3 separate regions of the Sus scrofa genome follow, and all the other regions are linked to region 1. Evidence: chromatin contacts called from public HiChIP or PLAC-seq data. All regions are on one chromosome and are shown on one strand. Each heading gives the region's core, a stretch centred on a gene start, on an enhancer-like site or on the middle of the called end of the contact. The rest is flanking DNA. Distances are from core to core; before and after follow the strand shown.

Region 1 (2,841 bases), core at 3-2,502:
AACTCCTTTTTTTTTTTTTTTTTGGCTAAGCAGGCAGCACGTGGAAGTTCCCCCGCCAGGGATCGAACCAGTGCCACACTCAAGCCATGGCAGCGACAACACCAGATCCTTAACCTCCTGAGCCACCAGGAACTCCCAAAGTATTATACTTCTGACAGGTTCACTTTATTCATTTCCCACATATTTTAAAAGCAAGTGTGTTCACTTTTCAAGAGAAATGTATCCTTTACTTCTCCCCAAACACGCGCAATTTCCAAAAATAAAGACAAAACTTATCTGTACTGACAAGATTATTTTGTATTCTATTACATAGACACAAGGTCCGAAGGCCTCCTAACATTCAATAACTTTTTAGATTTTTCTTTTTCTAAAAGAGTGAAGTCTCAGAATTTCAAGGAAATCTGTCATTTGCTCCGCTCAAATTTTAGATAAGCTGTCAGAACTAAGAGATCCCTAAACTGGTGAAAAGCAGGAAATTGGAGTTCTGGGAAAAATATAAAAACACACACCACATAAAAAAGGCACGAAGCAAATTAATCAAGAACTTGAACAAGAATGGGGGGAAGAGATACGCAGAACATCTCAAACTCCCCCTAGGCTGGTTTCTCTCCTCCTCTCTCCAATTAATTACAGCCAGTCAGAGATTGGGTCGCGCGGCCACTCCCAACATGCCACGCGACTGGAGCTGATGCTGCCGAAGATGCTTCTCGTCACATCAACTTCCTCGAAACAACGTGCTTTCGCGGAGTGAGCACCTGATTCTGAACTGGAGGACCTGCGTCCAAGTCCCAACTCCCCCAGGAAGCCTCTGGCCCTCTCTGGGCCTCAGTTTCCACACCTGCGAAATGGTAATGATTTTCCTAACCCAGGCCGGTGCACAGGGTGGCTATAAACCAAAACGAGGGTCATAAGGGCGCTTTAAGGAAGACTGCAAGCGACTCGCAATTTGTTATGGTTCTTAAGCACGCGGTGCTCACAACCAGCCCGGGACCAATCTCTCAAAGTCACCGCTCCCTTCCCGCCCGGCGCCCGTGCTGAGGCCGCTCCCTCCTGGAGGCCCCCAAGCGGAAGCCGCGCGGCGCCGTCTGCCGTACCTGCAGCCACTTGGTCTGCGGGGCCCTCCTGCTGACCCATGACGAAGTCTTGCACGAGGCCCCACAGGGCGCCCGTAGGCGCGACCGCCTCCAGAGCGGTGGCGGCGGCCATGACGCGAACTGGAGACGGTGGGAGGGGAAATGGGCGGTGGCACGGGATGGGCCTCTCAGCGCACGCGCCTCCTGAGCCAATCGCCTGGCGAAGGCTGAGGGGGCGGGGCGCTCCCTGGATCACGTGCCTGCCGGCTCCAGGCCAGGCAGTTCCAGGGTGGGATGGGACGGCCCCTCCCCAAGGGGCGGGGCCCGGAGTCGGGGCGGTGGCTCAGGGAGCGAAGGCGGCTGCTGGGCACGCAGCCGGGGGCCATTGAGGGCGAATAATTCCCGGCCCAGCTTCCCGGGAGACCCGCGGCGGGGCGGGCACCTGTCTGGGTGGGGCCGAGGGGCGGTACGCACCCTGGGGGGAACCAATGAGAAAACCAGGCCCGGCCCGAGGGGGCGGTGCCGTCGGTCACATGCGCACCTGGGGCGGGCGGCGGCGGCGGCGCGGGCACCGCGAGCCGGCGGCAGGGAGCAGGGCTGGGCTGGGGCGGGGTTAGGCAGGTGAGTGACAGGCTCCGGGGGGCCGGCCCCAGCTGGGAGCCCCGAGCGAGCCGGGAGTAACAGCGGCGGTGCCCGCCCCCTCTCTCCGCCCCTTCAGCGGAGCTGGTCTCCAGCCGGGCACCGTCGCGGGCCCCCCTGGCCCGGCCACCTGGGACTGTGTTGGGGAGTCGGCCACCTCCCTCTTTCTCCTTGCCCGCAAAGTTTGTGGCGAAGCCGGCGCTGGGGTAGAGCGCGCCGCAGGGGGGAGATCGGGAAGCGCCCGATGCCGGGCGGTCGGAGCCGTTGACCTGGGACGCCGCCGTCCGGGGCAGGACCGCGGAGCAGCGGACCATCCCGTCGCCTTCGGTGCATGGGGCCCGGCTGAAGAGCCAGCATGGGCAACTGTGTGGGGAGACAGCGCCGGGAGAGGCCGACCGCCCCGGGACACCCCCGCAAGCGAGCAGGTAACGACCGGGAAGGGAGCAGGGCCACCGGCGCCCAGCCAGTTGTCCGCCTTCTTGCGCGAGAACTGGGCTTCCTGAGCTACCTCCCACGGCTCCTGGCGCCTAGGTTTCCCTGATGGCTGCTTCCGAGGCAGACGGGGGTCCCCTTCCCCGGCCCCAGTGGCCGGGGGAGCCGACTTGTGGCAACTGCGAGCGCTGACCCGGCTGCGAGCCCAACTCGCTCCAACTGGGAAGCTCCGGGTGGGGGTGGGGGCGGGAGCAGGAAATGTTTGCAGACCGCAGCGGGGCCGGCGGAGGGGAGGAGGGCCCCAGGCCGGGGCGCCGCTGGCCTGGCAGCGGGGCCGGGGTCGGACGCCCGCCCGTCGGGGCACGGCGCGGGTGGCCAGTCGTCCCAGAACTCGAAGCGAGCGAGATGAGAACAGGCGCTCCTTCCAAAGACTGTGTCATTATCGGGCTGCAGATCGTGCCTGCCGGAATCCGACTTGCAAAAGCAGCGCAGGACTCTGGGAAAGAAATCTTTATTTTTCCCGCAGGGCTTTTTAGAGCCTCCTGGCCGTCTGGGAGTCTAGAAAAGGTGGGGTGCGGGGTGGGAATCGCTGTCGGGTTGTTGGGATCCTTCCCAGCCTTAGGAATGGGATCTGCTCTCTGGTGATCCTCGAGGGCCGGCAGCGCTTTCTCACTTTCTGGATACACCCCTATCCTGG
Region 2 (2,990 bases), core at 9-2,508, 150 kb before region 1:
CTAGGGGGCCTAGGGGTTGAATAGGAGCTGCAGCTGCTGGCCTACACCACAGTCACAGCAACTTGGATCCCAGTGGCACCTACTGCCTACAAAGCAGCCTGCAGCAAGACAGGATTCTTAACCCACTGAGTGAGGCAGGGATCAAACCCACATCCTCAAGGATATTAGTCAGGTTCTTAACCTGCTGAACCACAAGGAGAACTCTTCCTGCTCCATATTTTAAAGTAGCTCTCTACTGCCTGGTTTCTGTGTTTGTGTGTGCAGTGTTTTCTGGCTAATAGTTTTGCTCTGTTGTTTTTTTGGCCACAATTGGCAATAGGCATGCGTAAATTCCCTGGCTAAGTTCCCAGGAGCCAGGGATCTAACTGGTTCCACAGCAGTGACCCAAGTGGCTTCAGTGACGAGGCTGGATCCTTACCCCACTGCACTACAAGGGAATTCCTGTGGCTAACTGTTAAAACAGCTTTATTAACATATAACTTACATCATAAAATTCCCTCATTTTAATTTTTAATAAATTTACCAAGTTGTGCAACCATCACAGTTTTAGAATATTTCCATCACCTTGACACTATCCCTCTCCTGTAAAAGGCTGGTCCACCAATGGTCTACATGTAAGTGTAATGTGCAAGTTAGGCTTGAGGGACTTGGGATTTTGCATAAACCTCCAGGCAATACGACGGTAAAGGATCATTTTCCACCCCTCTTTCTTTTAAAAAATGAAATCTTGGTTACTCATTAAGCCAACCACGGTACCTTGAAGGGTTACGGTGGCCGTAACCTCTATTTCCATCCAAAGAACTGACCGTTTCCTCTCCTACTCCCCCTCAGAAAGGAGACTCCCCTACTGGGCTGAGGCATTCTTCTTAAAAGAACTTTCTAGCCCACAGCTTCTCCCAAGACGAGCAACCTCCTCTTCAGTAATGACAGCTCCAGTTCAGGTCCCCACATACCCATGCTCCCGATGGAAAAAGCATGAATCACGGGGCTTTCTCTGCCAATTCCCAATCCGCCACCGCCATCGTATCACAGGGTCCTTCGACCTCTCCGTCAGCCTCTTTTCCCTCATCTCCAGACAGATCTCTAACCTGACGCCTCTCCTGGCCACCACTCGCCTCACTTGCCTCGCCATCACTTCCCAAACGCTGGCATCTCGGACCTCAAAGGCGCAAATGCCAAAACTGGAAGAGTCGACGAGCCTAGAGAAGTGTGTAGGTGTGTGGGTGTAAGTGTATGTGCTAGTGCTAGTGTGTGTGGAAGAAACCAACGGAGTCCACGCTGGTGTCCATCTTCTGGCAATGCCAATCACGTCCGGTTAAGAGAGCGAAGACCTGCTCCCCAGTGCCCGCCGCAGGCAGAATTCAGGGCTGTGGAGCTCAGGGGTACCAAGGCTTCCCCTGTGCCCCTGCCCAGTGGGCGCTCCGCCCCCAACTGGCACGGCGCACCCCCGCAGCTGCTCGGTGGTAGAGCCCGGCGGCTACGTCACCCATTGTTTACAAATCAACCGGAGCCGGTAGGATTCCGGCTCCCGCGGCTGCAGGCGCGCGGCGAGAGTACCCAGCGGGCTCCAGCTTCAGCGTCTTCCCCAGCCCCGGCTCCGATCGCAGCACTGCTCCCCTCGCTGCCGCGGCCCACCGAACCCTACTGGCAGTCGAATCCCCAGCGACGCCGGCAGAGCTCCGGGTGCCCGCGCGGGGGACCATGCCGTGCCGGAGAGAGGAGGAAGAGGAAGCCGGCGAGGAAGAGGAGGAGGAGGAGGAGGAGGAGGACAGCGTCCTCCTACTGGAACAGTCGGTGACGCTGGGCGGCTCGGGCGAGGTGGACCGGCTGGTGGCCCAGATCGGCGAGACGCTGCAGCTGGACGCCGCACAGGACCGCCCTGCCTCCCCGGGCGCTCCCCCGGGACCGCCGCTGCAGCCCCCGCGGCCCCTGGCAGCCGTGAGAGCGGAGAAGGCCCTGGCCACAGCTCTGCCGCCGCTTCTGCCGCCCGGGTCGGCGGAGGCTGGGGGCCCGGCGCCCCCGGGGGCCCTGCGCTGCCCCCTCGGGGATCGCGGCCGCGTGCGGGGCCGGACTGCTCCCTACTTTGTGGCCGAGCTTGCCACAGGCCCCAGCGCTCTGTCCCCATTGCCCACTCAGCTTAGCCTTGATGGACCCTCAGGAGCGGTCAAGCGGGGTGCCCCGCAGCCGCTGTCGGGCCCACGCCGGCGAGGATGGCTGCGGGGTGCCGCCGCCTCCCGCCGCCTGCAGCAGCGACGTGGGCCCCAGCCTCAAGCTCGCACCGGCGATGATGACCCGCACCGGCTTCTGCAGCAGCTCGTACTCTCGGGGAATCTCATCAAGGAGGCGGTGCGGAGGCTTCATTCGCGACGGCTGCAGTTACACGCAAAGCTTCCCCAACGCCCGCTCCTTGGCCCTCTGTCGGCCCCGGTGCATGAGCCCCCTTCGCCCCGCAGCCCTCGCGCGGCCTGCAGCGACCCTGGCGCGTCCGGGAGGAGGACACAGCTCAGAACTGGCGACGGCGTTCTAGTCCCCGGCAGCTAACAGCCCGGGTGTGGCCTCAGCGCCAGCCTTTGCCTGGAGGGCAAGGGGTTCCCCTGAGGGCTGCATCCCTACTCTGACTGGCGAACTCGCGCTTTTGAAAGCGGGGAGATAACTCGTGAAGACGAGGAATCGAAAAATAGCGAATATTTTCGCGGGGAACTGAGGTCGAAGGGCCAGATATGGTTGAAAAGTAGGATTTAGTTGGTCCAACTTAAGGCAATTTACAGAGCCCACTCCAAGCTCACAGTCAATAGGACTCCTTATATGGCGTGACCAGTCCTGGTGGCACGGCGTGCAGTTCCACGCAGCCTCTCGGGGTCCTCTGGCCCAGCGACCATGTCGCCACAGCCCACGATTCTCAGGGTCGCCGAGCACCTGAACGAAGGGGGATGACCTCAGTTCCTTGATTTACCTTTCTAGGGCTGGTTCCTGATCCACTTTGGGGAAGG
Region 3 (2,755 bases), core at 172-2,671, 170 kb after region 1:
ATGCAAAAGTTTGCATCCCGGGAGTTCCGTGGTGGCTCAGTGGTTAACAAATCCGACTAGGAACCATGAGGTTGCAGGTTCGATCCCTGGCCTTGCTCGGTGGGTTGGGGATCCATGAGCTGTGGTGTAGGTTGCAGACTCGTCTTGGATCCTGTGTTGCTGTGGCTGTGGCATAGGCTGGCGACCCTACAGCTCCGATCAGACCCCTAGCCTGGGAACCTCCATATGCCATGGGAGCGGCCCAAGAAATGGCAAAAAGACAGGAAAAAAAAAATTTCCATCCCATACATCACATCATCATGAATGAATGATGTAAAGGAAAGGCTGTTTAACCACCAGGGGATTATAGAATCATTGCCATTTGCATCCTCACCATCCTCATAAAACTCCCTCAAAGAGCCTTTAGTCTTGAGAGAAGAGGGTAAAGGGAGATGGATTCATCCGTGGACTTTTAAATCACAGCTGCCATTGAGGCAGCTTGCTCTCTGTCAAGTGCAGAACAGCACTTCCTGAGGAGTAACATTTTTAATTCTCACAAAACTCCTACGAGGAGTCATTATTATTACACCCATTTTACAGATGAGAAAGCTGAGCTCAGAAAGGTTAAGTAACTTCCCAAAGTCACACAGGTGGTAGGTGAAGAGCCTGGGATGCGAACGTGAGTCTGAGCCCAAAGCCCACGCTCTCCACCACTGCTATTTTTGTTCCTGCCAGATGGTTGACGAGGTCTTCCGAGGGAGGAAGGACTCAGGAGGCTTTGAAACCTCTTAGAGCCTGCTATCTGATTCTGTGGGTTTGGAAGGCACAAGGATCCAAAGTCGGGTCTCCCAAGCTAGCCTCTGTGACCTCGGCCCTCCACGGCCCCACGGGGGGTTAGAACGATTACTCACCACGCTGAAGGGCAGCAACGACAGACCTCAAATCGCAAGTTAAAATGCGCCCACTCTAACCCCTTCCCCTTCGAAGGGGTGGGCGCAGCTCTGGGCTTCCTGCCGCGACGGTGCTCACAAGGACCAGGCGGCGTTCATGAACAGGATGAGAGCTTGGGAGGGGGTGTCCTGGCCGAGGTCACATGGCGACATTCCCTGCGCGGGTCGGCCCCCGGGGCTCAGACGTGGCAGCTTCGCACAACGACGGGCCCTAAGTGGACCTGGGGTTTCGGGTCCCTCCTGCACCCTTGCTCTGACGGCGCGCCCACCCACTTCCACCGCAGCGCGAGGCAGGCTGCCGACCTACGTACCTGGCCGCCCAAGGCGGGCCACCTCGGTCACAGCCGCGGCTCCCCGGAGAAAGCGCTCCCTAGTTCCAGAACAGCCAATCCTGAGCCGAGCCTTGGTGTGAGCTCCCGGCGAGCCTTCCAAAATCGAACGCGAAGACTCCGCGAGCCAATCAGTGGAGATAGAGGGATGAGAGGCGTGGCCCTACTCCTCCCCCTTCCCTCCGCTGGCCTCGAAACTCCAGTGCGAAGAAGCCCCCGGTCCAATCAGCGACGCAGCGGCAGCGAGGGGCGTGTCCTGGGGCTCTCTCTCCCCGCCCTCGGCTGCCCTCACGCCGCGCCCGGAGGTGCTCCCTTCATTGACGTCAGTCCTCGGGGAGAGCGTGGTTTTGCTGGCTGGGGAGTGGGGGCGGGGCCGCATTCCAGTCCCGGGGTGCGGCAAGGGCTGGCCCAGCTGGGTACACGTGACGGGTGCACCCCTCCCCTGGGAATGAAGCCAATAAGCGCGGCGCGGGATTCCTTGCGGCTTGTGGCCCTCCGCAAATAGACTTGCAGCTACTTAAACTCAACAGCAGACCACTTGGTATTCTGGCTTGAGTTTTGAGGGAGAGGAAGAGTCAGCGCGGTAGTCAGACCTTGGGCTTCAAAGCCAGAATGTCGTGAGTTTGAATCTTCAATCAGCTGTGCAACCTTGGGCCAGTAGCCTAAATGAGAGGCTATTAAAAAGGTTTTATTCATTCATTCGACAGTGGTCTATTAGGGACCCACCCTGTCGGAGTTTCTTGACTTGCAGTGAACTGGAGACACCTTTAATAAGCCTTGTCCTGGGGGAATTTACAGTTTAGTCAAGGAGGCTAACATTTATTATTATTTTATTTATTTATTTATTTTTGGTCTGTTTGTCTTTTTTAGAGCTGCACTCGCAACACATGGAGGTTCCCAGGCTAAGGGTCCAGTCGGAGCTGTGGCCACTGGCCTAGGCCACAGCCAAGGCAACACGGGATCCTAGCATTGTCTGCGACCTTACTCCACAGCGCACTGCAACGCCGATCCTTAACCCACTGAGCAGGGCCAGAGATCGAACCCAAGTCCTCATGGATGCTAGTTGGGTTTGCTAACCGCTGAGCCAAGATGGGAACTCCAGAGGCTGACATTTATAAACCTAAAATATTGAGTGTGACTATGATTGTGATACACATTATGGCTCTGAGAGGGTAAAATGAAGGAACCTAAGCTCCTTTGGGGAGGTCCTAGAAGGCAGAAGTAATACTTCAGCTGAGATATGGAGGAGCTGCAATTGGTCACAGGATGAGGAGTGGGTCTGGGAAAAGCCTATAAGGAAAAGAGTACACGCTAAGGCCAGGAGGTAGCCAGTCTCAGAAGGACTTGAAATGAGGCCTAGATAAGGCCAACAAGGGAGAGAGAGGTGGGAAGCCAGAAGCAGAAGCAGGCAGTGAAGTTTCCATTTGAATAGCATTATATGTGTTTATTTACTAGATCTTTTCTAGCACTTACTATGTACCAGTAATGCCAGTCAGC

What was found. HiChIP or PLAC-seq counts read pairs in DNA pulled down with a chosen protein or histone mark.
Region 2: a contact with region 1 is called in an H3K27ac HiChIP or PLAC-seq map of alveolar macrophages. The contact joins the promoter of ARHGAP19 here to the promoter of MMS19 in region 1. A contact is called at or near these places in 1 of 47 Hi-C or Micro-C datasets (heart right ventricle) and 1 of 2 datasets of contacts at active chromatin or transcription factors (alveolar macrophages).
Region 3: an H3K27ac HiChIP or PLAC-seq map of alveolar macrophages shows a contact between it and region 1. The contact joins the promoter of AVPI1 here to the promoter of MMS19 in region 1. A contact is called at or near these places in 4 of 47 Hi-C or Micro-C datasets (heart right ventricle, liver and skeletal muscle) and 2 of 2 datasets of contacts at active chromatin or transcription factors (alveolar macrophages and skeletal muscle).

Annotation. Positions count from the first base shown.
Region 1 is chr14:108,885,335-108,888,175 of Sscrofa11.1, forward strand. MMS19 (MMS19 nucleotide excision repair protein homolog) reads right to left here and starts at 1,253. Exons shown (of 31, transcript XM_013990467.2): 1 at 1,095-1,253. The coding sequence starts at 1,206. It overlaps UBTD1 (ubiquitin domain-containing protein 1), which reads left to right and starts at 200. Exons shown (of 3, transcript XM_021074394.1): 1 at 200-848.
Region 2 is chr14:108,737,840-108,740,829 of Sscrofa11.1, forward strand. It overlaps ARHGAP19 (a long non-coding RNA gene), which reads right to left and starts at 1,259. Exons shown (of 11, transcript XR_002338335.1): 1 at 954-1,259. FRAT1 (proto-oncogene FRAT1) reads left to right here and starts at 1,400. Exons shown (of 1, transcript XM_021072328.1): 1 at 1,400-2,990. The coding sequence starts at 1,702. The coding sequence ends at 2,541.
Region 3 is chr14:109,050,807-109,053,561 of Sscrofa11.1, forward strand. AVPI1 (arginine vasopressin-induced protein 1) reads right to left here and starts at 1,422. Exons shown (of 3, transcript XM_001929060.5): 1 at 1,241-1,422.